Linked DNA regions of Rattus norvegicus: region 2 is linked to region 1. The links are chromatin contacts, called in public Hi-C maps. All regions are on one chromosome and are shown on one strand. The core of a region is the stretch at or near the end of the contact, and the rest is flanking DNA. Distances in the headings are between cores, read along the strand shown. Region 1 overlaps Scel (sciellin). Region 2 has its middle 170 kb from the start of Ednrb.

Region 1 (3,742 bases), core at 658-3,157:
AGAGCATGCAAGGGGTTTGGGGTTGGTTTGTGTGGATTGATGTTTATATGCAGGTGAGGGCAGGCACGAGATAAGGCGCTGCCTGTGATTGTGCAGTGAAAATGCAAAGCAGGCACAGAGTTTTGGAGAGGGGAGAGAGGGGAAAGCGGAAGAGGAAGCAAGATGGAGGCAGAGAAGGATGACCCAGATCTGTGTGGCTTTAAGTGGCCACAGGTAGCTATGACTATTTCATAAGGGAAGGACTTTTACAGGACAATTTGTCTTATCCAAGTGGGCAGGTTATATCAATATCAATTGGCTGAGTTTATCGTGCAGACGTTTGGTGGATTGAGAATTTAAGATATAAATCTGATTGATAAATTACAAGCTTATTGAGTTTTGATTTTAATGGGATACTGGGAATTGTGACTATAACCACAGAGGGTGGATGACTGCATGGGGCTGGCGTGGCGGCAACCCTCACCATGGGAACTAGAAGGGTGATGGCTTCTAGGGCTAGCCATGGTGGCAAGATGGCCACAGAGCTCAGAGAGTAGCTGGCAGCAACGTGGGATGGAAATTGGAAACTTAGAGAGACGAGTTGAGACATTTTGCTGATTAAGATGAAAATACCTGACAGATGCCATGTGGCCCACCGGTACGGGCAACAGAGTGGGGGGGTGCGTTTCTATTTAATATTTACCCCTGCCAGTTTGTTGTTGTTGCTTGTTTATGGTTTGGTTTTTACTTTCCTCTTTTTTTCTTTTGGAAATATGTGAGTTTGGTATTTAACTATAAATGTGATTTGTTGCATAGTTTATTTTGTTTGAGACAGGGTCCTGCCTGTCCTTGGTTAGCCTGGAACTCTCTATGCAGACCAGGCTAGGCTTAACCTCATATTCACCTGCCTTTGCCTCCCAAGTGCTCGGATTAAAGGCATGTACCACCATGCCTGGATTAAATATGATTTTTTTAAACCTTATTTTAAATGCCCTTTCAGGCTGGTAGGTGATCATTTAAAGTATAGCTAATCTTGCTGGCCTTTTAAAATTAAATATATAGATACAGATACAGTTAGAGACGTAGATATAAAAGCTAGCACGTTCATACCGATAAACTCACAATTGTAGGCATAAGCATCTATGCAGAGAAAGATGTTAGACAGACAATAAAAGTACGAAGTCATGACCTTCATTAGGAAAACAAACCATTTTGTTCCAGTTTATGCAGGCCAGCACAAGTATTCAATCTAAACACAACTCGCTTGGATTTCCTGGTTAGCACAGGCTAGCCCATCGAGTTAAAGGGGGAACTAACAAGAAAGGGTATGATCGGCGATGTCAAAGACTGCAGAGGTCTAGGGGGAAAGGCGTTCTGAGAAAGGCTGTCTCTTGGAGTGGCGGATGTCTGGAGGACGTGTAACCATACAACACAGAAGATGAACAACATTTCAGGGACAGATGGCGCCATGAATGCGTGCCTATGCAATGGGCAGACACGTGGCGAGGCAGCCGGACAGTGCTCTGAGAGAAGAGGCCAGGGAGGAGAAAGGGAGAGGATCCCAGTGTATCGTGAAAGATAAAGAGAAGTAACTTCAGCTCGTAACTGGTGTTAAATCGCCATCCCCCGGTTTTATCTGTCTCTGACCTACTTTCATTCACTTTGGTTCCTATGGGGACAGAGATCTGTTTTTGTAGCGTTCCCTCCCTTTCGTCATTAATAATTGCTCCTTTTTTTTTTCTTGGCATTTACTACAAAGTCTACTTATCAACCCCGGGAAGGCACTGGCATTGAAGACATTAAAGAAGATGCTGTACCTAACTCCAGAGCACTTACTCTTTTAGAGTCAAGCCCTTACACTGGGTGTGGCTGTATCGTCTCGCCTCAGCGAGAAGCCTTTCTGTTTGGGCATTATGTAAATCCCTGTGACCCTAAAACAGGAACCGAGAGTCCCATTGAGCAATGAAATCTGCAATCCCATTTCCTTGGTTCTACTGATATGAATCTAAGCCAGATTTATTTTTTTAACAGAGCATTGTTACTCATTTCCTTGTAAAAAACACATCCAGCCAATCGCTGGATCGCTGTGGATGAGGGCCGGGGCTGCCCGCTCTCAGCAAAGCCACACCCACAGGCTCAACTGGCCTAGAATAAATGGGATTTTGACTCATGACCAATTTTTGCACACTTTACAAAGTTATATAATCATTTGCCCATTGTGATGATAATTTATATTAATACTAGAATCGGGAAGAATGGACCAAAATTAAAAGTTATTTTGGAATTATCTAGTAAATACTTCTGGCAAAAATACCATTTGCTGCCTATCAAAGAAAGATCGAATGGCTCTCCTGATACTTGGAGGTGGGGGTGGGAGGGCACTTTAACCGACAAAGAGAAATGTGAGCAGGTATTGGGCAATTATCTGGTAGTACCCTGAGGAAAAGGGGTGCTTTACGCTGGAAATACAGGTATTCACAGAACAGTAAGTCACCCGGAGATGTGCATGTTAAGGAATAAAACATTTTAAGAGAAAGCGGATGTTATTCCATATTACTGTTATTTAATGTGTTCTACAACTTTTTTTGACATATCAATATCTATATATAAATATATAGAAAAATGTGGAAAGATAACAATTTCTTTGACCAACTGCAGTTCATATATTTACAGATCCAATGCTGTTAAAGGACATATTAAAGGATATATTAAAGGACATTTATTTCTACAAATTTCTATCATTTGGAGATAAAGGAGACACTGGAAGTGTGTGTGTCAGATGAACATTTAGGAAATATGCCAATATTATATTACACACATATACAGTTTCACAGTTATAAGCAGGACAAGAACCCGTTGAAATATGGAAATATTTCAGTGAAGATATTTTGGCTTCTGACATGAAGAAATTTTGGATATCAGAATGCAAATAAAATCAGTCAGAGGCCACACCTCCCTCCTGTTTCAGAGGTGACGTACACCATAGGACTTTGGCACCTATAGAAGACACTTCTCGGGGGTTGGGGATTTAGCTCAGTGGTAGAGCACTTGCCTAGCAAGCACAAGGCCCTGGGTTCAGTCCCCAGCTCCGAAAAAAAGAAAAAAAAAAAACCGAAACAGAAGACACTTCTCTAAAATCCAAGACAGAGGCTCTGTTCACCAAGAGAGCCTAATAATCCAGAGTGGCATTTGACACAATGATTGATCCATTAAATGTTTATTGAATTATTCATATGCCCTGCATGGTTATTGAAGAATGAGGCCTATGATTTTAGCTATATTTCTTCTCAAAAGAACAAGTTAAAGAGAAAACACTCACTCATCACTTCTTGTTTATCACGCCGTGCTTACAAGGAATTTGTCACACATATCCCCACTTGTCAACTGGGCCTGAAGTAGATGGACCCACAATGGTGCCCCAGCCTGAAATTTGGCTTAGTTCCCTCCCTGACACCGTTAGGAGTTGAGCTGTGTCCCCTGAGATTCTCATGTGGACGTTTTGACTTGTTCTCCCTGAGAATGTGGCATTTTGGGGGAGCGAGGTCTTTTCAGGTATTGTAAGTTAATATGAGGTCATACTGGCATAAGTTGGAGCCCTGAGCCAACAGGTCTGGTGTTCTTTAAAGCAAAAGAAACTTGTGCTCAGCCATTTGCACAGAAAGGATGCCATGTGGAGGTGGCAGTTGGCAGGGAAAGTCAGACTGTGCAGACTGGGGGGTGTCAGTGATTGCCAGGAGGCCAGCATCTACTTAGGAGAGCAGGA
Region 2 (3,397 bases), core at 188-2,687, 470 kb before region 1:
AAGAAAATAGAAGATGAGCCAAGCCCCTTCGTTCCGTGTTGGTGAAATCTTAGCTGGGAAGAAACCCATCATGCTAGAGTCCCACATACATCATAAACTCTTGTGTATTTATAGCAGAATAAAAATGTTTACTGCCTGTCTGAATGCATTTCCCAGCAACGGAGAAACCATCGTCCAGCTCAGAATGCTCGGAATGTCATCTGATACTACAGAGAAAAGAGCGATACGTTTTGCAGACACACAGTAATAAAATACTTGAGTACGTTCTGAAGGGAGACCAGAGCCATGGGGAAGGGGCAGGAGCTAGAAATCAGTAAGAAGATTTAGGTTATAAACCAGAGGCTGCTCTGCACACCAGAGGCAGAAAGAGTCCCAGAAAGGGAAGATTAAAATACCTCAGAATTTGGCAGTCATTCAGAGCAGGGTTTTGTCTTCTTTGGGTGTTTGTGGGTTTGTGTTCTTTCGGTGTTTGTGAGTCCTATTGTGTTGTACTGACCTAGATTAGTGCGGCTCCTCAGAGCACAGCAGTAGAGCTTTGCAGTAACGTTGCCCCATGGCTTAATTTCCCAATTAAACTTAAACAAATTTCTCAAATGCTCATAAAACCCTTGGTGGCAAGATCAGTGCACCTGAATATTTAATTATTTGAATGTCAGTCTGAGACACAGATAATTGGCAGCTAATAGAAAACGCCTAAGACCTGAAAACAAAAGGTTTGTCTATGGCTGATGGGGGAATAATTGAATAAACTTATTAAAATAAAGGCAGGCTTTTATCTTAAATAAGTAGAAAGATACTAGAATGCTGGACCAAGTTTAAAACAAAGAGAAAGGAGTAAAATAGCCCCCAGTTGCAGTTGTCGTCTAGATCCTGAACTGGCTGCAGTTAAATAATAGAATTAATATTAAGAGGCTATCTTGTGTCTGTCTTCCGTGTAGGAGATTAGCTAATGGGTTTGTCTAAGTGAAATATTCTTCTCATGTTGGTTATAAGGTTTCCACACAAGTAAATACAAAACCAAGTCAAATAAATATGGATCCCAGATAGCATTTTACAAACCAGAAGTTAATCTGGTGATCCTCGTGCATCCGCTTAATTACATATGGAGAGAAATAGCTGGAGATTTGGCTGGAAGTTGAGAAGCCAGAGGTGCGGATGAAAGACTTATGGAGCTCAGGAGAGGTCCCAGTGGGAAGCCCATGGAATTAGTCTTGGCCTCAGCCTTACTTTACATCTTAATTACTGATTTCAAAGAAAGGCTAAACTGCACATTAACTAATTTGCAGATGGTCCTAAATTGGCAAACACTGGGAATTGCAGATTAAAAATCTAAAGCGATTTTTTTTTTTGAGGTTTGAAATGGGGATCCATGAAATACAGTCCTTTCAGTAATAATAGCTAGGGTGATAATGGTGCGATAAGGCGTAAGGACTAGCACCGTTTTTTTGTGGAGGCAAAGCGAGGAAAGGTGTGAGAGGAGACATCTTCTGTAGGCGGGGAGTCTTAAAACCTTATGCAGAAAAGCAAGTTGGAAACTGAAAGAACTGAGACCGGATGTTCTAAAATGCTACAAAGGCGTTCGCTCCGATCTGAAGTCAGCTCAGCCCACTTCCTCACGGAGGTTCAGAGACTTGATCCACACCCCATCACCAGCGGGCATTCGTTTCTGTGCACCCTTCCTCTCCAGGCCCTTCCTCTCCAGTAGCGGCTGCTGTTTACCTACTCATTCACATTGCTATGGAATTATGAAATACCTTACAGACTCTCACCTATGGAATGAACCGAGAAATTAAAAAACAGCAAAACAAAAAACACTATTGACATCTCTGTTTGCCTCTCATCTTCTGTAACGCATGAGTGGGAGCAGAAAGGAGATGTGTTGAAGATACCGTGTCAAAAGCCACACTCCCAAACAGGGAATGGCAGGGATCGGGGAAGAGGCTAATTATCAGTGTACAAACACCGGTAACAGTCTTTAGGGAAATGCAGAGATGATAGAAAGAACTCTGGAATAGTGGTTCTCAACCTCCCTGCTGCTGTGACCCTCTAATACTGTTCCTCACACTTGTGGTGACACCCACCCCCCCAGCCACAAAATTCTTTTCATTACTATGTCATAACTATAATTTAGCTACTGTTATGAACCATAATATAAATATCTGCCTCCCGCCCCGTTAAAGGATTGTTTAACCCCATAGGGGTCGAGACCCACAGGTTGGGAACCCCTGCTGTAAACGTCAGCATTTCTTTGTTGTCAAAATGTGAAGCATATCTCAGAGTTCAGGGCTAGTGGGTTGGCCAAGGGGGGGGGGGGGGGCGATGCTGAAACAGGCAGGTCATTTCTTTAGAGCTTGGGCCTCACCTGTGCGCCCGTCTTCAGCATTGTGTCCAGTTAGCATTGTCTCCAGGTAGGAAATTTTTTTTAAATTACTTCCCTAACCATGGAAAATCCCCTACACCCTGGAATTTGTAAAGTAGGTTCTGGTACCCTTTTCTCGCAAGGTGGCAACCCCTTAGCTCTAGAGCCTTGACAGCAGCTTGCTTGGGTAGAATAAGGAAAACTAAACGTAGTTGTTGTCCTTCCGCCTTCAAGGGATCTGCAGGAAAACGAGCAGAGCCTGCAATGTATTGGGGCTGTGCAGCAGCCCAGGGAACTCCCAAGTGCCAGCTGATAGCCCCGAGGCAAGGCGGTTCCTACTGGGCACTCCCGTGCAACAACCCTTGCATGCCCTGAGAGCCATCAACAATAGAAAAGAGAACACTCAGATACCAGAAGGATCAAAACCTCTTCAAGGAGATCCAAGATGCACCAGGTGCACAGGAAGAACAGGAGAAAACAGGAAGTAACAAATACGACCAGGATGAGTTAAAAAAACAAACAAACAAAAAAAAAAAAACAAAGGCAATTACAAATCCCAAAGTAAACCAACAGAATCCTGGTCATGAAGGACACTGTCTAGGTGAAACTCTAATCAAACATGACATGAATTTAATAATTAGCAGTGCATTTTAAAGGCAATCAAGTTGACTTTAAATGTACTGTCTTGAGTGACTAAGAAGTGAAGGCAAGAGAGGCTGAGAGAGGAAAGTAGCGTGAATGGGAGGCATGGACCAACAGAATAATAGCAGCACAAGGAGAGCGTTTTAAACATCGACTTTCAAATCTTCTCACCCCCCCTGCCAACATGAAAGACTTGGTTAGGATTGGTGGAGATGTGTTACTTTCCCAGTCTTAAATGTCTTCTCATCCTGCAATGTCCAGTGGCCTCTTCTACAGCAAACCAGTTAGCTCAAGAACGCCTGAGAAGGTGTCGTGCACCACAGGCAAAGAGACACCGTTGAGAACAAGGCGAATATATTCCTCTGATATGAAGAGACTCAGTGATGTCATAAAAAT

What was found. A called contact is a pair of places that touch in the nucleus more often than the background predicts.
Region 2: a contact with region 1 is called in a Hi-C map of hepatocytes, with 4 times the contacts expected there. The contact joins two enhancer-like sites. A contact is called at or near these places in 7 of 12 Hi-C or Micro-C datasets (the A7r5 cell line, the Rat2 cell line, Schwann cells and 4 more).

What each region holds. Positions count from the first base shown.
Region 1 is chr15:86,789,621-86,793,362 of GRCr8, reverse strand. The region is part of intron 8 of Scel (sciellin); the gene reads right to left. Among named protein-coding and RNA genes, the nearest start is that of Scel, 37 kb to the right of the region's middle. Within about 2 kb of position 1,907, at least 3 of the 93 cell types and tissues checked have an H3K27ac peak or open chromatin away from gene starts, as enhancers often do.
Region 2 is chr15:87,257,876-87,261,272 of GRCr8, reverse strand. No RefSeq gene overlaps it. Among named protein-coding and RNA genes, the nearest start is that of Ednrb, 170 kb to the right of the region's middle. Within about 2 kb of position 1,437, at least 4 of the 93 cell types and tissues checked have an H3K27ac peak or open chromatin away from gene starts, as enhancers often do.